2 separate regions of the Hordeum vulgare genome follow, and region 2 is linked to region 1. A link is a contact called in public Hi-C data. All regions are on one chromosome and are shown on one strand. The core of a region is the stretch at or near the end of the contact, and the rest is flanking DNA. Distances in the headings are between cores, read along the strand shown.

Region 1 (7,018 bases), core at 1,904-4,403:
AGTGCTTTGCTTGGATCAATTGTACATACCCCCTGAGATGTTAATAGCTGATGACTGATCTTAATGTGAGGTGCTATTTTAATTATGGATGTTTACATAAATGTCACTTTCTGGTTTGGAAATATAGTAACATTTGGTGTCTTAATAAGAGGTATATGAATGTGATACATACTTGAATTTAAAGAGTATATGACCCCGGCCTCCAGGTTTTGCATCATCAGTGACCAACTTACCTAACATTAAGTTTATTTATAATACGAGCCCACTCTGGTGTCATATTTCTCTCATTAACTACAAGAGATTTAGTACAAATTGATACCAAACATTCACATTAATCAAGGGATGCTAAATCCACCATCATGATGGTTTCTTTATGCTACCAACCTACTGTAATGCCATTTTCACTCATCAGGTAGGTAAATATATTGTCATAATATTATACAGCTATAAGAAACTGTCACCTATAGAATTGCTGTTTTCCCATGCGTCATTGCTATTGCCTTATTTTAAAACTATATACGCATGCAAGTATAGATTTTTTAAATTGTTCCTATTGGTGCATTATCTGATTGATCTTAGTATTTACTAAGTATTGCCATTGAGCAAGCTCTTTCCATCTACTGCCAAGACCCTGTCATAAAGGAAAACCTCTGGTTTTCTGTGTGCTCTCATTTATGAGTTATTTCTTATTTCTCCTTTTCTTTCTCATGGATTTGACCTTGCTACAAGTAACGTTGCTAGATCTTCATGTTCCACACAATACTCCTGCAACTTAACAATGTGATGAATTTCTCACACCATACATTTCTTCTGCTTCTCGGGGTAAACTGTGTCTTCACACCAAATTGGTCCTCAAGCAGAAGTACATGACTACATGAATATATGAAATTGCATTTTTAATATGCATTATCTTATTCTATTTTATGGTGAATTCAGGAGGGTTTTCATATATCCCGGGCCATGTACAAAACTCCCATATGCTATGAGCTCCTCCCAAACATAGTAGACTTTGCTTTTTGGATGATACAACCTCCAGCAGAGGCTCTCATCCCAACAAGGAAATTTTTGACAAAAAATAATTTGAACGAGAGTTGCTGGTAAAGGATGGTGCAGATGATGAATAGATGAGTAAGCCGGTTTGCACAGCTCGGAACACAAAAGGACCATCGGGTGTACTATATGTTTGAAACACCACTGTCGATAGCACATATTTGATTTAATTGTCTGAATCCGAGTGCCATGTATATAATGTACAATGTACACCCTCCGTTCTTTAATATAAGACATTTTTGTAGTTTAATTAAACTGTAAAAATATCTTATATTTAGAAACAGAGATGGTATGAACTGATCTCTTGAAGTACCATAAGATGGGTGGCCAAAGCTATATATATGAGTCGCATGAACTGATCTCATGCCTTTCTATGCTCCAATGATTTTATGATCGGTGTGTAAATATTTCAATGTGCACGGTTTGAAAACTTGGTTCGCTCTTGCCCTTTGCGCCATCGGCGCAACGGGTCATCTAGTATATGAATACCATAAGGAAGCCATCACTGGGTGACTACACATTCTTCACGTAAGCCTTGGCAATAATTGATGCTTTCAAGTTTTGGCTAATTGATGCTTGGGAATATATGAATACCATAAGGAAGCCATCACTGGGTGACTACACATTCTTCACGTAAGCCTTGGCAATAATTGATGCTTTCAAGTTTTGGCTAATTGATGCTTTCAACTTTTGCCCCATGCATGTCTATTTTTTTACCATTACAATCATGTTTTAATTAATATCTTTGTTGTGTCATGGCAATGCACGGGCACTTAACTAGTACTCCCTCGGTCCTAAAATAACTGTCTCAAGCTTAGTACATCTTTATACAAGAGCTAGTACAAAGGCTTGAGACAGTTATTTTGAAACGGAGGGAGTACACCATATAAAATTATTGATTTCTAAGAAATCGAACTCATGTTGCAACCCTGTTCAAGGTCACCATTGATTTATTACCTAGCTTTATTGCACCAATCAGCATACGTAAATTATGTGGCATCTACGGTTTGGAAATTACATGGAGTGGAATGCTTATTAAGGGGCAGTTTGATGGCCCAGTTAGAGCATCTCTAGCAGACCTCATATACTGCTCTGGTCCGTAAAATAATTGTTTAACCGTTAAAACACTAGTCGACGTGAAAAATGCAGCCCGATCAGATCCGGTAAACGTGTCCGACCCGTAAAAGTTTTTACGGGGCACGGCAAAATGCCCATCCCAACCCGTGAAAACGCAGGTTCTCTCCCTCGCCCCGTCGGTGCCCTGTATACATCGGAAGCGGTTGGTGGGTGGGACATTTCAGCCGCACTATTCCCCCACCCACCGCCGCTGGGCACCCGTCTACGATTCCGGTCATACCAGTCACCGGGATCACGTCGGCAGGCCGCCCCACGCCCGAGGTTGACATCCACCTGTCCCTCTTGCCTCGGCTGGCCGAAAAGTTGCAGGTTGGCGGCTATTTGTCTCGGCCCCCGGATTTGGCATTTTCCGCCACCGGCGACTGCGCCAAGCCATAGATTGGTTGGGGAGCACCCCGCACAGGCCTAGCAAAGCGTCAGCGCCGCATTTCCAGCCACCGGCAGCTGTGCCAAGCCATGGATTGGTTGGGGAGAACTTGTATTATTTTTATTCCTCGTAACCAGAATAAATCGGAAGATAAACTCGCTTGTTTTGCTAGAGTAGAGGGTCTGAACTTTGACCTAGGTCGCCTCTGATGTTGTTTTGGAAAATGTCCAAGAGGATTGTAAGAACTTGATTATTGAGTAATACAAGTATTATTCTTGAAAAAAAGGATTCGAGAGAGACGGAGGGATTTGACTTCAGCAGAGCGGGACGAGAGCATCCTCCCCACGATGTGCGCCGCTCCCCGTGCACGATGTTGTGCGCCGGCAACCGGACAGCTCGCGAAACACGTCGACGCCACGCCCCTCGCGCGAAGAGGGTCGTCGATGTTGCTAAGGCGGGCCATGGCACTGGCGCTGACCCTCGTCGCGGCTACCATGTGGGCCTCGCCGCGCCTCGGCCACGCGTGAGACCCCGTCGCCGGCCGCGTGCGGCACGTGACGAGCGGCCACTCGAAGAAAAGCTTCCTCGGGATGGTGGGCCCCAGCTGCCACACCTCCAGTTCCACTTCCAGGTCCACCACGTGCGGTTCCACGGGGACCGCACAGAGGCCACCGGAGTCCCAAATCCCAATGGCCGCCGCCGCTGCCGGAGACCTCAGGTCGGAGTACCGCGAGGTGCTGCTAAGCCGTCGCCCCGAACGCCAAGGTCACTCGGCCCCATCCCCCTCCCTTTCTCTCTCTCACCCGCACCAGCCTGTGTGAGTTTGCAGGCTGATAAAATAAGGACGTCCGTCTATCGTTTTGCTTATCGTCTAAAAATAGCTATGGACCTGTAAGTTACGCTGGTAGATTTGATACACGTATTTAATATGATGAGAAATGATGAACCAAATGCTTCATACTCCATCCGTTTCAAATTACTTTTTGCAGAAATGAATGTATCTAGATGTATTTTAGTTCTAGAATCATTCATTTTTATCCACTTTCGAGAAAAGTAGTAATTTCGAATGAAGAGTGTACATGCTAAGCGGGTCTTTACATTTGCAGCCCTTGCATAATCCTATCATTTTGAAGACTGTCGGTCGCTTTGTGAAAACGTATTCATCTAGTGATGTGCTAAGTTAGCCTTTGTGAATTTAAGAAGATGCTTTTAGGGGGCAACTGTTAAAGGTCACACCAAATCAATTGTTGAATGTTTATTTTTCTTCTTGAAATTTTGTACTCCATCTCTCTACAACTTTTTTTATCTACTCTCAGGATAAATAGATCTAGGCACATAGGGTGAAAGGACCTAGTTTTTTTTAGTCGACTCTCACAATGTGGGTTTACAATTTTGGAATAAATATATGAAAGGTATGATTCTCCAGACTTTTTGTTTCTTTGGGGTGTGTTGTGCTGTGCCCCTATCTGAACTTATGATCGTTTTGACTCAATTTATTTTATATGATGCTTGGAAGTTTGTGGTGTTTGCTTTATATTCCCTACGTCCAAAAATACTTGTTCGAGGTATGGATTATATAGATGTATTTTGATTTTAAATACATCCATTTTTATTTATTTTTACGATAAGTAATTCTGAACGGAGGAAGTAATATGAAGCGGGGGAAACCCTTTTTCATCATTCTCGAGACTCTATGAGAATTGGCGAAAAGAATTGTGCCAATAAGCGGCATCAAACCAATCAAGAAAAGAACAAAAGATAAAAAACATTCCCTCCATCCAAAATTACTTGTCATAAAAATGATAAAAATAAATATATTTAAAGCTAAAATATATCCAGATGCATCCATTCTTCCTACGAGTATTTTGGGAAGGAGAGAGGACTCACTGCATTCATGTGAGACATCTCCCATTTGAATGGTAGTAATCCAAATAGAAATAAAACTTTTAAAGCAGCCTATAAATGTAGTCACTTTCACAATATGTATTCCGTGGAACATTTAACTATAGTATACGTAGAATAATACCCTGGCAAAAATGTCCGTCGAATAGCATGCCCTGGAATTCTATCGCCCGCGGATTCGAGAGCGACGGAGGGATTCGATTTCGGGCGGCAGAGCGGGACGGGAGTGTTAGGAATAATTAATATGTATTAATTATTTAATTAATCAATACTACTCCCTCCGTTTTTAAATATAAGTTTTTTTAAAGGTTTTACTAAGGAACTACATACAGATGTATATAGACACAATTTATAGTATAGATTCACTCATTTTGTTTTGTATGTAGTCTTTTTGTGGAATCTCTAAAAAAACTTATATTTAGGAACGGAGGGAGTATGTCGGTTCTTCTTTTGACAACCGTCTCTTTTGTAAACCGTCATCTACTAGGTATAAATATCCCCAATTTCCATCAATGATAGATCACTGTTCATTTCAATGATTCGCTCCTCTCTCTGTTTGACTTTTCACATGTTATCAAACACTTTCGCTGTACACATCAGAGCAATAGGCCAGAGAAAAGAAGAAGAACATTGCAGAGGATGAAGCAACGATCCAAGGATTAAAGGCCTTCATCAGGAAAATTAATACTAGTGTTTTCCTTGTTTAATCTTTGTCTATTATCATGTTTTCTGGTGGTTAATCTGTAATCTAACAAGGATTATTTATCATGTACGCATATACACTCAGGCGAATCACACAAATAGTTCATCAGTCTTGTACAACAAACAAGAACTAGAGAACAGATAATGAGAACAGGCCTTCTAAGTTTGCCATCAACAGCAAAGCGAAAAAAAAAAGTAATCGGCTGAAGAAACAAATTCGGCCATGACAAGAGAAGCAGAAAGAAGAGGATCGAAGAGTTTGATTAGCACATGGGAAGACACTCAAGCAGATTCAAAGTCTTAATCAATTGCTACGCAAGACATTAGGTGCTACTAGTATTACCTTCTTTTTTTTTCATTGCTTCGTGCACACAATTGATTCTACCGGGATTGGTTGGCTTGGAGCATGGCTGCTTCGCCCTCACTGTACACGGGAGAATCACCAACCTTGGCCGTCCAGCTGGCCTCCATCCTCTAGTGATGGGGTGAGGCACCAGGAGCCAACGGCCTCCGCTTGCATTACCACGGCGCGGCTACGCTGACAGTCCTCGACCAGGCTCCTCACGGAGCGGTGGCATCAGCAAACAGCCGGTACCCGGCATGGCGACGCCATCTGTCGCATGAAGGGGAGAAGCCCTCCAGCACGGCTCCTCCCTCTGCCATAGCCGGACCCGCCATGGCCTTCGTCTCCTCAGCGACAGTGGATTTGGGGAACAAATCCCGAATCTCACGGGAGAGACGAAGAGGATAACCTTATCCCTTCGTTAGTTTTTTGTTCAGACCCCAAGATTTCTCTTATTCATATATTAAATTTTACACATCGTGTATAATGCAGTAAGCTATCATGCTTACCGAAAATTGGAGATTAAGCCGTAAATTTGGATGTGAGACCGTCCCATACATGTTTTGGAATATGTTTACATGTACATCGTACATGATTTTGTAGCAATCGTTATAACATTTAATTTTAGTGCAACAATCTTCTCTAATAATAAAGCGCGCAGCGCTTCTGCCGTACGTTGCCGGCTCTTTTGCAAAAACACCCCTCATTTTTCCGGTATTCAACCCGCAGTCCGAATTTAAGTCAGAAAACGAATCGTTTTTACATTTTGTAAAAAAAACTGATGTTTCAGTTAATCAACCCGTCCTCGGTATTTTAACAAAAGAAACCTAACTTTTCAGTTAATCAATCCACATTTTATCTAAAACAAAATTATCCATATCTTTTAAACCGTAACTCCGATTTTAACATGTTATATATGAAATTTGATTAAAAAAATGTGTAGAATCTAAATAGGATGTTATTTTTAGCTGTTGAATACTTCTTAAATATTATTTTTGGTGCAAACTTAATCTGTAGTGCACGGTCTTTTTTTTTCTCTTTTTCCGGCGACGATACGAATTGCAATAAACATCTATTGAATAAAAAACCAAATTGAGAGGAAAGAAAACATCGTTAACAACACATGCACACCTTTGGAAAACCTCGTGGGGAGAAACAACATATTTCTCATCTTATTCCAAGTGACTGTATATTCAAACGCGTTTTCATTGTGTGAGCACTAAAGCCATTGTCGGCAACACAAATGTGATGTCATGTGAAAATATATTGCGTTCAGAGCATGTGTTATTTTTTCTTCCGTTGCAACGCATGGGCTCTTTTGCTAGTATCACATTATACAATAGAAACTAAACTCTATTTGTGAATCACAAGGTATTAGTGTCATCTAATGCATAACTTGCAGATTATCCATCACTACTATGAGGTTTACATTTTATCATTTTGATAAGATGACTACCTTTACAGTGCTCTTTCAAATATTAATATTAGATGTGACTATCTCAAGATATGATAAGGTA
Region 2 (6,886 bases), core at 3,389-5,888, 39 kb after region 1:
GTATCCGCATACCTATTTCAATCTCGTTTACCGGCAAGTCTCTTTACTCGTTCCGTAATACAAGATCCCGCAACTTACACTAAGTCACGTTGCTTGCAAGGCTTGTGTGTGATGTTGTATTACCGAGTGGGCCCCGAGATACCTCTCCGTCATACGGAGTGACAAATCCCAGTCTTGATCCATACTAACTCAACGAACACCTTCGGAGATACCTGTAGAGCATCTTTATAGTCACCCAGTTACGTTGCGACGTTTGATACACACAAAGCATTCCTCCGGTGTCAGTGAGTTATATGATCTCATGGTCATAGGAACAAATACTTGACACGCAGAAAACTGTAGCAACAAAATGACACGATCAACATGCTACGTCTATTAGTTTGGGTCTAGTCCATCAGATGATTCTCCTAATGATGTGATCGCGTTATCAGGTAACAACACTTGCCTATGGCCAGGAAACCTTGACCATCTTTGATCAACGAGCTAGTCAACTAGAGGCTTACTAGGGACAGTGTTTTGTCTATGTATCCACACATGCACTGTGCTTCCAATCAATACAATTATAGCATGGATAATAAACGATTATCATGAACCAAGAAATATAATAATAACTAATTTATTATTGCCTCTAGGGCATATTTCCAACAGCCACCACCCCCCTGGTGGCGGTGGGCAGGCTTGTGGGGCCCACACGGCTCTGCCGCCCCCAACCTCAGGTCTATAAGTTCCCTTCCGTCCCAGAAAAAATAAAAAAGAGAAGTTTTCGTTGCGTTTACGATACGGAGGCGCCGCCACCACCTGTACTTCATCTGGAGGGCAGATCTGGAGTCCGTCTTGGGCTCCGGAGAGGGGAAATCGTCGCCATCGTCATCATCAACCTTCTTCCCTCTCCAATTTCATGAAGCTCTTCGTCGTTCGTGAGTAATCTATTCGTAGGCTCGCTGGGCGGTGATGAGTAGGATGAGATCTATCATGTAATCGAGTTAGTTTTGATGGAGATTGATCCCTAGTATCCACTATGTTCTGAGATTGATGTTGCTACTACTTTGGCATGCTTAATGCTTGTCACTAGGGCCCGAGTGCCATGATTTCAGATCTGAAATTATTATGTTGTCACCAATATATGTGTGTTTAGATCCGATCTTGCAAGTTGTAGTTACCTACTATGTGTTATGATCCGGCAACCCCGGAGTGACAATAACCGGAACCACTCCCGGTGATGACCATAGTTTGAGGAGTTCATGTGTTCACCAAGTGCTAGTGCGTTGGTCCGGTTCTTTATTAAAAGGAGAACCTTAATATCCCGTAGTTTCCTTTTGGACCCCGCTGCCACGGGAGGGATGGACAATAGATGTCATGCAAGTTCTTTTCCCTAAGCACGTATGACGACACACGGAATGCATGCCTACATCACATTGACGAACGAGAGCTAGCCACATATCTCTCCGTGTTATAACTGTTGCATGATGAATATCATCCAAACAAATCACTGACCCATTGCCTACGAGTTTGTCCTACTGCTGCTGTTACTTGTTTTGCTCTGCTGCTGCTACTACTGTTGCTACTGCTGTTACTTGTCTTGCTTTGCTGCTACTACTGTTGCTACTTGCTACTGCTGTCACTACCGTTGTTCCTTGCGACTGTCGTTACTCGCTACTTTGTTGTTACTACTTTGCTTGCAGATACTAATCTTTCAGGTGTGGTTGAATCTGACATATTCAGCTGCTAATACTTGAGAGTACTCTCTCACCTCCCGTCGTGCGAACCAACAAATTTGGGTCGAATACTCTACCCTCGAAAACTTCTACGATCCCACGCGCTGGTGGGCGTCAACAACATTCTCCTAGTTTCGATTGCCGGAGAGTGCTAACAGCATTCTTCTGGTGTCGTTGCAAAGGGGAAGAACAGTTGACATCAATACCTAACTCATAAGTATCTCTCATAAGGAATACTTAAAACTTCTCATTTATAGACAAAGTCAATGAGGTGGTGAGAAAGCGAGGCTTGTAGCATGAGGGTTCATGCAGAGACCCGACATCAAATTATGATGTAACATATCCTCTTGGTATGAGTGGAATTAAGTTTCGATAATAAATATCATTTGCAGTAATATTATCCATGCAGTTAATGGATGCAGTAACTACATACTCATATGAGTTACTCGTTTCAAAAATTTATAACGAAGTCCCTGAAGGACTTACAATTTCAAATCCAAAATAAATCCCAACATATTTTTGTAAAATTTTAGAAGTCACTCTATGGCTCAAAATAGTCGGAAATCATATGGTACTACCGACTAAATGATTTTCTTCTTCCGAAGGATTAATCAAAGAATGATGATTCTTTTCTGCGCACTTTGTCCTCACTCATGCGCACCCGGGATCAACTTTCCGGTCGGTCACCCATGCTAGAACTACTCCAAGTCGAGCACGCTTAACCTCGGAGTTCTGTTCGAATGGGCTCCCGGAAAAGAAGGAATTCCTTATTGATATGAGTAGTCTATCATCCCTAATAAGCGAGGCTATCACATACACCACCACTCAGAGGAACCAACGTCCTCGTCGGGCCACAGGAGTGTTCCCTCTTGGCACAAACGACTGTGCATCCAACCCAGTACATGTACCATGATGTGTGCCACGACGGGTCACAAACGTCATGAGCAACATGACTGCACACCTGTCCGCAAACATCCGTGTAACCGCGAGGGTCGGCTCTGATACCAACTTATAACGTTCCAGACACACCTGTCGACGGTCGAATGGGCTCCCGGAAAAGAAGGAATTCCTTATTGATATGAGTAGTCTATCATCCCTAATAAGCCAAGCTATCACATAAACATACACAAAATCATCTCAAGACAGAAAATTTGGATTCAACCAAATTTAGCTTAAGCTTACAACTTGAGCATTCTCTCAAGAATACATATTAGTCTACATATATTCAAAACATATACGAGAAGTTTAGTGTGGATATATCATAACAACGAAAGACATGTATGGTCATACTACCTTTGATAAGGTACACACCTAGGGTTGATAATGAAGTGACATAAAGACCTGAAGTTCTATATCTCACTAATGTCAAAGCACTCATATGGTTGCAAGCTATGTCAGGCCTGACACCATATTTGCTATGTTTGTTTAGAGTGCACCCCCAACAGAAGGTACATGCTTGATATATGGAATATCGTCTTATATCTTAAGCTCACAATAAATCTTGGACAATCCCTTTAGGAAATAAAAGACATGACTATTATATGATGTAATTATATTGGCTCTTTATTTGATCTCAGCAATGCCATATCAACGACTGAATTCACTAGAAAGTCTTCTCTGAGAGTCATCTAAATAGACTTTAACTACTATTTCCACTTATCATTTTGACATAATTGATTTATCTAAAAGCATTGCAAAATATGCATGGCTTGGCAGAATGATTAACCACACTCAAAATCATGTGGTTGAGATTCATGAGAATCACATAACTTGATTTATCAAGATACTTCCACTTGTGTTACTCAATACCTATAGAAATATGAAGACCAATATCATAAATCACATTGCTCAGAAATTACTTATCCTCACGGTTATAGAAAAGTGAGGAAATAATTTGCAAACAAAATACTGTGATAATCCAACATATTATACACAATCTCATGTCCATGTCAATGGAATTGCTATGAGACATCCTCCATATTTGCAAAGTTCAGGGGGAGTAATCTCCCGAACTATAACCTATTAACAATCATCAGATTGCATATATTGTACTCTTTTTTCCTTGATGAGTTTTTTTCCTAATGGTGTCTTATAAAAAGATTTTTAACGAGACAATATAAACACAAGTGTCTATATATGCCATATTATTTTCTCCTTATATTTTCGCACTGGGTTTTGAAGGAGTCTTGAATGGCATATGAGATCGCATTCTTTTCCCTTATGAGTTTTCTCTCAAAGTTTCTCATAATGATTTTTTTAATGAGGAAATATCTGCTCAAAGATCATATGTCATACTTTCTATTTTTCCTATCAGAGTTTTTAAAGGAAGTACTCAAGGTATATTTATTGTTCTCTAAACTCGAAAATAAGTTTTTTTCAATGAGTTATCACGAAACAATAATCATTATATGTTGTATCGTTTTTTTCTTGTTTTTTTCACAGGGTTTAAAAGAGTTTTAGCAACATATCTACACTATTCTCCTCATATTTCTCCCACAGGGTTTTTAGAGGAGACTTTAAAGATTATACAATGATTTCTCAAGATGGAATGATGAACATCCTCAAGGACGAAGTTATTTATAAAGAAGTTCTTATCAAGAAGATGACTATTTACAAGATGAAGAATTGATTAGAAGGAGTGTTAGGAATAATTAATATGTATTAATTATTTAATTATTAATCAATACTCCTACCATGTCGGTTGTTCTTTTGTCAACCCTTTTTGTAAACCGTCATGTACTCGGTATAAATATCCCCAATTTCCATCCATGAGATATCACTGTTCATTCCAACTATTCGCTCCTCTCTCTCTCGTTGACTTTGAACAGGGAGCACGAGCATCCTCCCCACGCTGCGCCGGCGACCGGCTAGCTGGCGAAACACGTGGACGCCACGCCCCCTCGCGCCTTATCGGCCGTCGATGCTGCTGAGGCGGTCCATGGCGCTGGCGCTGGCCCTCGCCGCGGCTGCCATGTGGGCCCCGCCTCGCCTCGGCCACGCGACGGGCGGCCACTCGAAGAGACGCCTCGTGGGGGTGGCGGTGGGGCCCGGCTGCCACTCCTCCAGTTCCACTTCCAGGTCCACCACGCCCGGTTCCATGGCGGACCGCACCGAGGCCACCGGAGCCCCAATGGCCGCCGCCGCCGGAGACCTCAGGTCGGAGTTCCGCGAGGTGCTGCTCAGCCGCCGCCGCGAACGCCAAGGTCAGCCGGCCCCCTCCCCCTCCCTCCCTCTCCCTCTCTCCCGCGCGCCCGCCCGTGGGTCTGCAGCCTACTAATAAGTTGATCAATGCCCCAGTGCCTCTGACCGTGGAGCAAGGGAGCCCGGTGAAGGAGCCGCTGTACCAAGGCAACGGGCCTCTGGGGCTGAGAGAGGTCAGTGCCCTCCGTCGATCTGAGCAAAACACATTCCAGCTTCCAGATCGACGCGACTGGGTCGACTCGACCGTGTCTGAATCCCTTTTTTTCCAGGCCATGGAGTCGTGCCCGAGGAAGGAGGTGGACAACTTCGAGGAGAAGCTCGTCGAAGAGAATTTCTACCTGATGACCGAGGTACCCTTTGTTTGGCCCATACCTCAGTTCTACGATCAATCGATCGATCGATTCGTCGCAGGTGCCAAGTGGAGTGGGTACAGACAGTGCAGCACATTGCTTGTTTCTGAATATTGCGCCTGCACACCGCCTGCCCACGTATCTGCAAGTTTAACTTGAGATCAATGAAAGCCAGCTGCATTTGAGCTACCCCAAAGATACTTGAGATCAATGCCAGTGCTCGTCGTAGACAGGCTGACATTGCAATGCATGTGCTTCGCTTAGTACATTGCCGCCATGTTTCCACTCGGACCCTCTGTCTGAATCACCCACTTTTGGAGAGCCTGATAGTTGGTGTATTAAATGTGGTTCTGAGATCCAGCTCCAGTCAAGTCTACAGTGAACGGGCACTGGCTTGGCTTTATTGTGCCTCTTGTTCCCTGAACAGAAGAATTTCTCATCACTTTTCTCCCCCCAACAGTCAGGTGAACAGGGACGCCTGCCTGTACTTCTACTGAAACTCAATGACACTGCTCCTGAAAGGAAGCCAGTCGTTGTAATACTGCACAGCTCGTACAAATGCAAGGAATGGTTGCGTCCACTGCTTGAGGTGAAATTCCTTCTCTTTCAACCATACCAGCATGCCCGTATGCAGTATACATCAATGTTTAGCACCAGTTAGTGTTCTTAACTTGCTTGCACATTTGCAGGCATATGCCTCCAGGGGTTATATTGCTGTCGCCATCGATTCTCGTTATCATGGTGAAAGGGCCAGCAGCAAGACTACTTACATAGACGTAATCTACTTACTTTGTGCGCTACTGATTTCATGAAGTTTTCTATCCATAGATTTCAGTTGAACTGACCATCCCTACTTTCGTGGTTCAAACACAGGCACTGAAATCATCTTGGAAGAATGGGGACACTATGCCTTTTATTTTTGACACGGTACTGTATGGTATTTCCACCTGTTACAGTTAATCTTTTGATTGTTCTTAAGTTCTCTTAACAGTGTTGTTCAATTTTCCCATCAAAACATTTTTTGTAATAAATGGATGGTTCTGTACCAATAAATGTCAAACCGGATATGTATGGCACATGCCTTTAGTTGGGCTGGCCCAGTGCCATGCTTGGTGGTCTACTCTTTAACTAACCTGATGGGTAAGCCACTGTTGTTGGTGTTAGTCCAGCTGTACTGATGCCATAACTAGACTAGTTGGGTCAGCACTTCAGTTGAATTCTGGATTTATTCTCTTGGTCTGGTTCTCTCCCTATGATTGTCTTCTACTGTATGACCTAGTACATCATACATCAAAACATGTTAGGCCTGCTTTCTGTGATACTCAGTGAGGAACATGTGCAGGTGTGGGACTTGATAAAGCTTGGGGATCATCTTAGTACAAGGGAGGATGTCGATCCCTCTAGGATAGGGATTACTGGTGAATCACTTGGAGGTATTATAGATCATGATCGCATCATGACACTGAATTAATACATAGACTTCACTTCTAGAAAATTTATCTTTTTTATTTGGAGCTGAATACAGGAATGCATGCATGGTTTGCTGCTTTTGTGGATACACGGTACAGTGTTGTTGTTCCAATAATTGGTGTTCAGGTACACACAGCAGTAATTTGTTGA

The links. A called contact is a pair of places that touch in the nucleus more often than the background predicts.
Region 2: a contact with region 1 is called in a Hi-C map of seedling, with 2.1 times the contacts expected there. The contact joins the promoter of LOC123408626 here to the enhancer-like site in region 1. A contact is called at or near these places in 2 of 6 Hi-C or Micro-C datasets (leaf and seedling).

Annotation. Positions count from the first base shown.
Region 1 is chr7H:45,849,273-45,856,290 of MorexV3_pseudomolecules_assembly, forward strand. No RefSeq gene overlaps it. Among protein-coding and RNA genes, the nearest start is that of LOC123408626, 39 kb to the right of the region's middle. Within about 2 kb of position 3,154, at least 3 of the 3 cell types and tissues checked have open chromatin away from gene starts, as enhancers often do. A contact at or near this core is called in leaf and seedling, where this site is marked.
Region 2 is chr7H:45,886,947-45,893,832 of MorexV3_pseudomolecules_assembly, forward strand. It overlaps LOC123408626, which reads left to right and starts at 4,639. Exons shown (of 13, transcript XM_045101686.1): 1 at 4,639-4,918; 2 at 5,013-5,089; 3 at 5,186-5,266; 4 at 5,727-5,855; 5 at 5,956-6,042; 6 at 6,140-6,193; 7 at 6,609-6,699; 8 at 6,792-6,862. The coding sequence starts at 4,654.